Regions from separate parts of the Mus musculus genome. Here region 2 is linked to region 1. A link is a contact called in public Hi-C data. All regions are on one chromosome and are shown on one strand. The core of a region is the stretch at or near the end of the contact, and the rest is flanking DNA. Distances in the headings are between cores, read along the strand shown. Region 1 overlaps St6galnac5 (ST6 (alpha-N-acetyl-neuraminyl-2,3-beta-galactosyl-1,3)-N-acetylgalactosaminide alpha-2,6-sialyltransferase 5). Region 2 holds the start of 5730460C07Rik (RIKEN cDNA 5730460C07 gene).

Region 1 (3,839 bases), core at 381-2,880:
TGTTTGCTGCTTTTGTCATATAACACTGTCATTTCTTTGGGAGAAAATTTGGCTCTAAATTTCATCAGAATCACTAATTTATTGCCTGTATACAGTAGAAACTTTAAGAGGTCTGGCTCAGTAGACTAGTCTAATAATCTATCATCAAAGAATGCTAGTTAGTTATCTCTTGCACCCTCTGCTCTCTTGTCTGTAAGTTGTGAATAATACTAAAAAGTTATACATGCAATTGATGAACTACAATCTGTGTGAAGTACAGTTAGTACACCTGTACTGTATATACAATGACAATCATCAGCACTATCGTGAGCATGTCACTGTCACTATACTGACAGAGTTTTAGGTTCCTGTATGCCCATGAATATCTGGTGTAGCCTGGTGGAGGACCTGGCCTGGAAGTCAGAGATGCAATATCTCTCTCACCTCTGTCCGTGACCTTGAGCCTGTGTGCATGACCTTGGGTTAGTCAGATGGGTATGGACTTGGGGACAGGGCTGAGCCTCTCTGCACTCCTATGATTGAGACTATGATTGCACATTGCTGTTTTGAGTCAGGTCCCTCAGTTTGATCTGGGCTCTCAGTGACAGGCCCATGGACTCGGGCTCAGTGTGGACTACTCGGCCATCTTGGAGATGTATTGGTGAGTGCACAGATATAGGGCCACTGCACTTTGGCAAATGCTGACTATAGAATGGTTATGGCCTTCAGTTTATGATCTCAATGGCTGTTTGGGCATTTTGAGAGGAAAATGCAATGCCGGAGAGTTACAGAGGGGACACACCTGATGGTTTTTCTCTTAGCTGATTCTGTGGGAGGGACGCCTCTCCAGCTGATCAACCTAGTGACACTTCTCCAACTCATCCTCCCTGCAGACACCTCAGGTCACGGGACCAGTGGCCTCAATTACAGAGGCAGGGAGACAGATGCCAGAACCACACGGTTACAGTTGGAAGAGCCCTTGTCTAGTCTAAACATTTGATTTTACACATGAGGGAACTTCATCTCAGAGAGACCAGAGGACAGCTACAAGGTCACAGAGTTAGAAGTAGAATTTGGCATGGACAGCATAGGTTCTGGAAACCCAGCTGAAAATGTGTCCCACCTTCCCCAGGACCATCCACAAGGGACGAAGACAAAAGTGAGCCCCAAATAGGCAGCATGTAGAACCTTCTAACCCTTCTGGCCCCCAGTCCTGAAATAAGGTCTGATTGATCAAGACTGTTGGGGAAAGCGTTGACGGGAGCTTGGGGAGAGAAACACACTTTCTAATTCTTCACTCCTGTGTGAAGAGCAAAGCTGTTGTCATTAGGCTGTGTGTTGCAGAATCCTAGAACGGGAGCAACTGGTGCTCGAGGTCTTTTTCTCTTGTGCTTAAGGACCTACTCAGCACCCTGTGGTGGCAGGTCATGGGAGACAAAGAATGTGGTTGTGTTTCCTGAAATGTGTTTCCTGTCATGACTCAGGGGCCCCTCCCTTGACACCAGCTCTGTGAGAGGACAGTCCCGGGAACAAGTCGGCATGAGGCCTGGCACCTGGGAGGCTTTCAGAAAGCTGGTTGGATGAGCCCAGAAGGCGTCGTGTGTCGGTGACTACATGCCACAGAAGACGCAGTAGAACGTGAATTGGCTCAGCAGTCGGAGCCCTGTAAGACGTGATGATCAGGCCAGTGGAGAGTCTATGCTCTCACACTTGCATAGGCTAGTCGAGTGGGGCGGGGCAGGGAGGGGGGAGGAGAAAGCTTTTCTCGCTTGTATTCTCATTTCAGTAGAGTAAGCACGAATTTGTGGTTCAGTGGTTCCGCCTCTCACTGTGCTTTTCTTCCTCTGACTTCTTGCTCTTAAGTAGAAGTACCAGCCTGCAATTCTGTTGGGGCATTGTGCGTAAGCCGGTGTTTTTCTTCTGTCTCCTTTTCTCTGGAATTTTCTTTTCTTTGGAGAGACATGGCTACTGCAGGGTCTGAGGCCCACAGTGTACCTGAGGGAGGAACACCGATAAGTGCTGAGGCAGGTTGACCACGGGGGAGACAGGAAGTCTCCCATGGCGGAGCCTGGTAACCATCAAATCCCCTATATCGCTCTGGAATCTTCCTTGCTCATTTGGGGTCAGGTGACTGAGTTGTTTCTCCATCAGTAGACTGTGAGAGTGAGTGTCGTAAGTCACTTATGAACCTGGGCTTGCTGACATGCCTGGTGCTAATGTCCAGCTCTTCCACAGCAACCTCACAGGCTACCACCATATGGGAAAGGGCTGTCTGATGACTCTGGTCTACAGTGCAAAGACAACTCTACCCCTTGGGCCTTATTTGTAACCGAATCATTACCTACCCCACCCTGGCTTTTTATTCTAGTCTACAAAGCCCACCTCATCTGAGGAGAGCACGGAGGCTGGATTCTGACCGCTGTGTCCTCTTGGCTGTCTGGTTTGGGAGTGCAAATGCACTGGTTCTGGGCAGATGGTTGGTGGGGAAGTGGGTGTGTCCCCTTACGCTCCATTCTGCTCGGAGTTCCCTGAGCTTCTGTCATCTCCGTTCTCTTTAAGTGGATACAAGAAGAAGTTTTAAGGATGAAAATGAAACTTTAAACACTGGATGGTTTTGCGCTGTGAACTGTCAACGCTTTAAACTGTTTTCGTAACCCTGATAAGCTCGGCATTTCAGTCATCTCAGAGAGATTAATTTTTGCTTATTTTCAGATATAGTTGAGGTATTTTTAAAAGCTACAAGTCATTGCTGTTAGGCTGGGGACTTTTACATTATTATTAATCTGGAGGTATGAAATGTATTCATCCCAAACTTTGGGTAATTATAATGAAATTTTAAAAAATTAACAAATTCTGGGGCGGGAAAGATGGCCCTGTGGTTGAAAGCACTTGTTGCTCTTTCCGTGAACCCGAGTTCAGTTCCCAGTACTTACACAGTGGCTTTCAACCATTTCTAACTCCAGTCCAGGGTTCTGATGGCCTCCTCTGGCCTCTTTGGGCACCAGGCATACATGGTGCACAGATATAGATACAGGCCAAACACTCCTACAGACAAAATACTTTTAAAGAAAGTTTTTGCATTATAAACTTGGTTTCATTTTCATTCTCTATGTTAACCTGCCATTAACAAGTGAGCCATTGTTTTGACCTTGAATCATTACTAGAACGACCCATGATGAGGCATTAGTAGAAGCTGGTTTGGTAAATATGCTTATTAAGCTTAATATTTTATAAAATTGGATGTTTTCAGTGCTTTTACATAAAAAATATTGTAATTGATCAGTGATAATTCTATAATATTCTGGTAAGATAGGCTGTCTACTCCGCATTGGGTAAGTGCATTTGGGATGAGACTGAAAGATCCTGAGAGAGAAGAGTTAAAAATTATGTAAGCCCCCAGACTTGTGTCCAAAATAGACCCCCACTAATGGCAGGGAGTGAAAGTTTAACTCGCTCCATTGTTCCAGGTTGTACTAACCACAAAGTAGAAGTTTAACTTGCTCCATTGTTTTAGGAAATGTTTGTACAGAATACTCCAACCGTTCCTTGAACCCATTTTGCTTGCCAAATGCTATAGCCCATGCCAGGTGTTTGTGGTTTCTGCCTTTATAAACCCCTTACCCTTTGAGCTGGGGGTCAACTCCTCTACCCCTGCATGGGATACGGGTCGTCCCCAGTGCACTGGCCTTTCCTGATTAAACCTCTTGCTGTTTGCATCAAGACCAGTCTCTCATGAGTTCTTGGGCGTTGCATCATCCTGGGGCTTGAGTGAGGGTCCCTCCCAGTTCGGGGGACTTTCAAGACAAGTTACATGTATGAAAGATTGTGCCTATCACTCGGACACCTAGAGACACAGGGGC
Region 2 (3,839 bases), core at 850-3,349, 880 kb after region 1:
CATATGTTTTATCTCCAACAGAGAGGCATTTAGATTTTTGCCATCAGCCCAAAGGGGCTTAAATAATCATCCTCCAATATGGCAGCAGATCCTTGGCAGAATACCCAGAATTTGGCAACAAGAGAAGCAAGCAAGCAGGTCATGAAGACTTTTGACCAGCATAAAAACAAAACAATATTCTCTCTGCCTACACAGGAGGGAATTTGATTTTCCATGCTCCCGCCAACAGCTAGCCAGTGTTCTGCCACGCTGAGGCCTCAGTCGAGCCCTGCAGGCCAGAGCTCAGCCCATCAGAACCTGCTTTGGTGGTCTTCTAGCACTTTGAAGTTAAAGGCCATTGGGTATGGGGTGTCAATGGTTTCTTATGATAATCTGCTATACTCATAGATCGGTGTCTAGCCCAATCGTCACCAGAGAGGCTTCATCCAGTAACTGATGGGAACAGACACAGAGACCCACAGCCAATCATTAGACCTAGCTCGGGGAACTCCATTGAAGAGGGGGAGGAAGGAAGCACAAGATCAGATCAGCAGGACTCATGGGGCTCTCAGAGACTGAAGCAGCTATCACAGAGCCCGCATAGGTCTGAGCTATGTCCTCTGCATGTACGTTATGTTTGCAGCTTGGTTTCCGTGGGACTCCTAGCAGTGCGAGGGGGAACATCTCTGACTCTTCTGCCTGGTCTTGGGACATTTTCCTCCTGCTGGGTTGCCTCGTCCAGCCTTGATCTGAGGGCTTGTGCCTTGTCTTCTTGAATCTTGTTATCCTGGGTTCAGTTGATATCCTTGGGCGGCCTGCTCTTTTAGAGGGGAAAAGGAGAAGTGGGTCTAGGGAAGAGGGGAAGTGTGTGTGTGTGTGTGTGTGTGTGTGTGTGTGTGTGTGTGTGTGTTTGTAGGTGGGGGGGTCCTGGGAGGATGGAAGGAGGGGAAATTGTGGTTGGGATGTAATGTATAAGAGAAGAATAAATAAAAAATAAACCTCAACAATCGTATTGCAAGAATATTAATATGAAAAACGGAAATGGAAGGCCATGGAATAATCATTATCATGACATCTTTTGCAGAAGCCAATCACTGATGCAGTTTTGATGTTGAACATCAGGGAAAGGGTTGTTAAATTGTCTGGAGAAGAGCTGGCTTTCCTGTGCTTGCAAAGTGGAAGGGAGTTCTCCTTCCCTCCCCTTCACTTCCCTTCCCCCTCCCCCTCCCCACCTTCACAACACTGTACTCCAGTGTCCCAGGTCAAGCGCCTGAGGTGAAGGTTATTCTGCGGCTGGCCACACTCACCCACAATGCTCCTTACCACAGTGACAGTGTCAAAATCATTTTCCTAGGGAAGCACAGCACTGGTGTTTGGGCTACACGCGGCTTTAGACACAGGGGAGTCTATGCTTTCCAGTGGGTGGTGCCTCCGCTCACACTATCTCTCCCTGGATGAGCAAAGCTGACCTGTGGGATCAGAATGGATGTGGGTACCTGACCCACAGAGCCAACCAAAGCCGTCTCCACCCTTTACTTCCAGGTCCCTTGATTCATATCATCATATGCATCCTGTTTTTGCTCCTTCATTGCTCTATGACTGAGTTATTCTAAAGATACAAGTTCTCCCGTCCTCTAAGCTGGCTTTGAGCTCATTATATATCTGAGGACAGTCTTGAACTTTTGATCCTCCTGTATCTGCCTCCTGAGTGCTGGTTTGCACAGCTACACCCATGTGTGTGGTGCTAGGGATGGAAGCTAGGAGCTCTGTGCAAAACAGGCAAGTACTCTATCAACTGGGACAAGCCCTATCCTCCACCCCCACCACACGCCCACTCCACCCCACCCCTGTCATATCTTTTCTCCCTTGTTTTGCTGTCTGAATTGTGGCGTTTCGTGCATAAGCCTGATAATACCTGCTCCAAGACGCAATGTGCTCACTCACAGCAATCTCCAGATCTTTCCACGGTGCTCAGTGTGGGTATGAAGCATGGCAGAGGAGCTCTGTAGTGATCTGATCATCCCAGCTTATGCCTGGTGACTAATGTCTATGTCCTTTGTGTAGAGCTGTAACACTCGAAGACTGTAAAGCTCAACCAACTCCATTTTTGAAGAAACTCCATTGTGTGCAAGACCAGGGGCTAAACTCCAGTTCCAGGAAGGAAACTACAAAGTCCACTTGAGCGAACATCTCATGTCACCACCCCCACCCCGTGACAATAGCCAGTCAGGCTGCAATAGCAAAGTCAAGATAACCTAAGATGTCCTGCAGAGAGTAGATAACCTAGCCATCCTGATTGTCAGTTGTTCCCCCCACCCCATGTTCAGTTCCTGCCGATTACATCAGAAATGCAGTTTTTAAAACACTAACGTGCTGGACGGTATGGAAATTCCCCAAGCTTGATGTAACCACAATAAATACCCTTCTCCCCTAAACCTGGGGCTCTCCCTTCTGACCCACTGCTGCAGGGACAGTGAGAGTCCCTGCTGGAGAGCTTGTGATAGCCCCTTACGTGTACATCAGAATTGGCTCCTCGGTGGCCTTTGGGTCCCTTTTGCTTTAGGTTTGCAGGTCTCAGACAGGTCTAAGGATCCCTACAGGTCATCCGGATTCTCTCAAAGAGTCTATGAGATCAGCATTTAAATAAAATGTTATTATTACCCAAGTGTGAGCTGAGCAAGGATGACACCTATGAACAAGCCAAAAGTGCACGAGGTCTCAAGCCTACGTGAGGAACTGTGGGCAACCGAGGGAAGCTATAAGAGAGAGTGGTCTTCCCTAGGGAAGAGACACCAATGGGTTGTCTCATGCCAGATGGTAGCTCTGAAAATATACATACAAGTATATTATATACATACACACATATATAAAATATACATACAAGTATGGACCAAACAGTCATCTTTAGGAATATATGTATAGAACATATATGTACATGTGTATACATACATATTTACATACAATAATAATTAGTGAAAAAAGAAGCCATGAATTTGGGAGGGGTATGTGGGAGAGTTTAGAGGGAAGAAAGGGGAGAGATGTTGTAATTATATTAATAATCTTAATAACTAAAAACCTATCAGTTATCAGCTGTGAAGATCACTGTCAGTACAGTGCCGGCTGTGCAAACATGGGAACCTGAGTTTTGAGATGGGCATGAAGGCATGTCTGGAACCTCAGCATGGGAGGTAGAGACGGGGACATCCCGGGAGCTCACTAGACAGCCAGTCTGGCCAAAGTGATGAGTTCGATGAGTTCTGGGTGGCGGGGGGGGGGCGGGGAGAGAGATGGGGAGAGAGAGAGAGAGAGAGAGAGAGAGAGAGAGAGAGAGAGAGAGGGAGGGAGGGAGGGAGGGAGGGAGAGAGAGAGAGAGAGAGAGAGAGAGAGAGAGAGAGAGAGAGAGAGACTGTCTTTAAAAATTAGGTGAAGAGTGACTGAGGAAGATGTTCAAATACATGCAGGTGCCTCACCCCTGACTGCAGCGTGTTCATACGTGAGCACATGCGCACACGTGCAAAGTGCAGCTGTCAGTCATTACTGGGAGAAAGAACACAACCTCATTACTGCAGATTTCCAATGTTTCTAGCTTTTCTAATAAGGAGCTTCATACATCATACCACATATACCTGGGGGACTTCTGAATAGCAATCATAGAGGAATGAGACTCTTTTGTTAAATATTTGTTCCAGATCCAAGTAAGTGTGTCATGGACTGAATACAGGAGGACCAAGTCCTTAAACTCCTCCACCCCTGACTGGGGAGACAGCTCTGTGGAAACCCACGAGTGACCATTTGAAAGTAAGGGGCTCTGCGTGCTGCAGGCCTGGGGGCGGGGTTCTGAGTGACAGCTTTGCAATCCA

Evidence for each region. Hi-C and Micro-C count contacts between places; a contact is called where the count stands out from the background.
Region 2: a Hi-C map of granulocyte-monocyte progenitors shows a contact between it and region 1, with 2.9 times the contacts expected there. The contact joins the promoter of 5730460C07Rik here to the enhancer-like site in region 1. A contact is called at or near these places in 1 of 39 promoter capture datasets (the C10 cell line), 1 of 484 Hi-C or Micro-C datasets (granulocyte-monocyte progenitors) and 1 of 115 datasets of contacts at active chromatin or transcription factors (embryonic basal ganglia).

What each region holds. Positions count from the first base shown.
Region 1 is chr3:152,910,886-152,914,724 of GRCm38.p6, forward strand. All of the region lies in intron 2 of St6galnac5 (ST6 (alpha-N-acetyl-neuraminyl-2,3-beta-galactosyl-1,3)-N-acetylgalactosaminide alpha-2,6-sialyltransferase 5), which reads right to left. The region is part of intron 2 of Gm46830 (a long non-coding RNA gene); the gene reads left to right. Among named protein-coding and RNA genes, the nearest start is that of Gm46830, 13 kb to the left of the region's middle. Within about 2 kb of position 1,631, at least 116 of the 459 cell types and tissues checked have an H3K27ac peak or open chromatin away from gene starts, as enhancers often do. A contact at or near this core is called in granulocyte-monocyte progenitors, where this site is marked.
Region 2 is chr3:153,789,988-153,793,826 of GRCm38.p6, forward strand. 5730460C07Rik (RIKEN cDNA 5730460C07 gene) reads right to left here and starts at 2,100. Exons shown (of 3, transcript NR_045801.1): 1 at 1,895-2,100; 2 at 1,303-1,448; 3 at 1-799.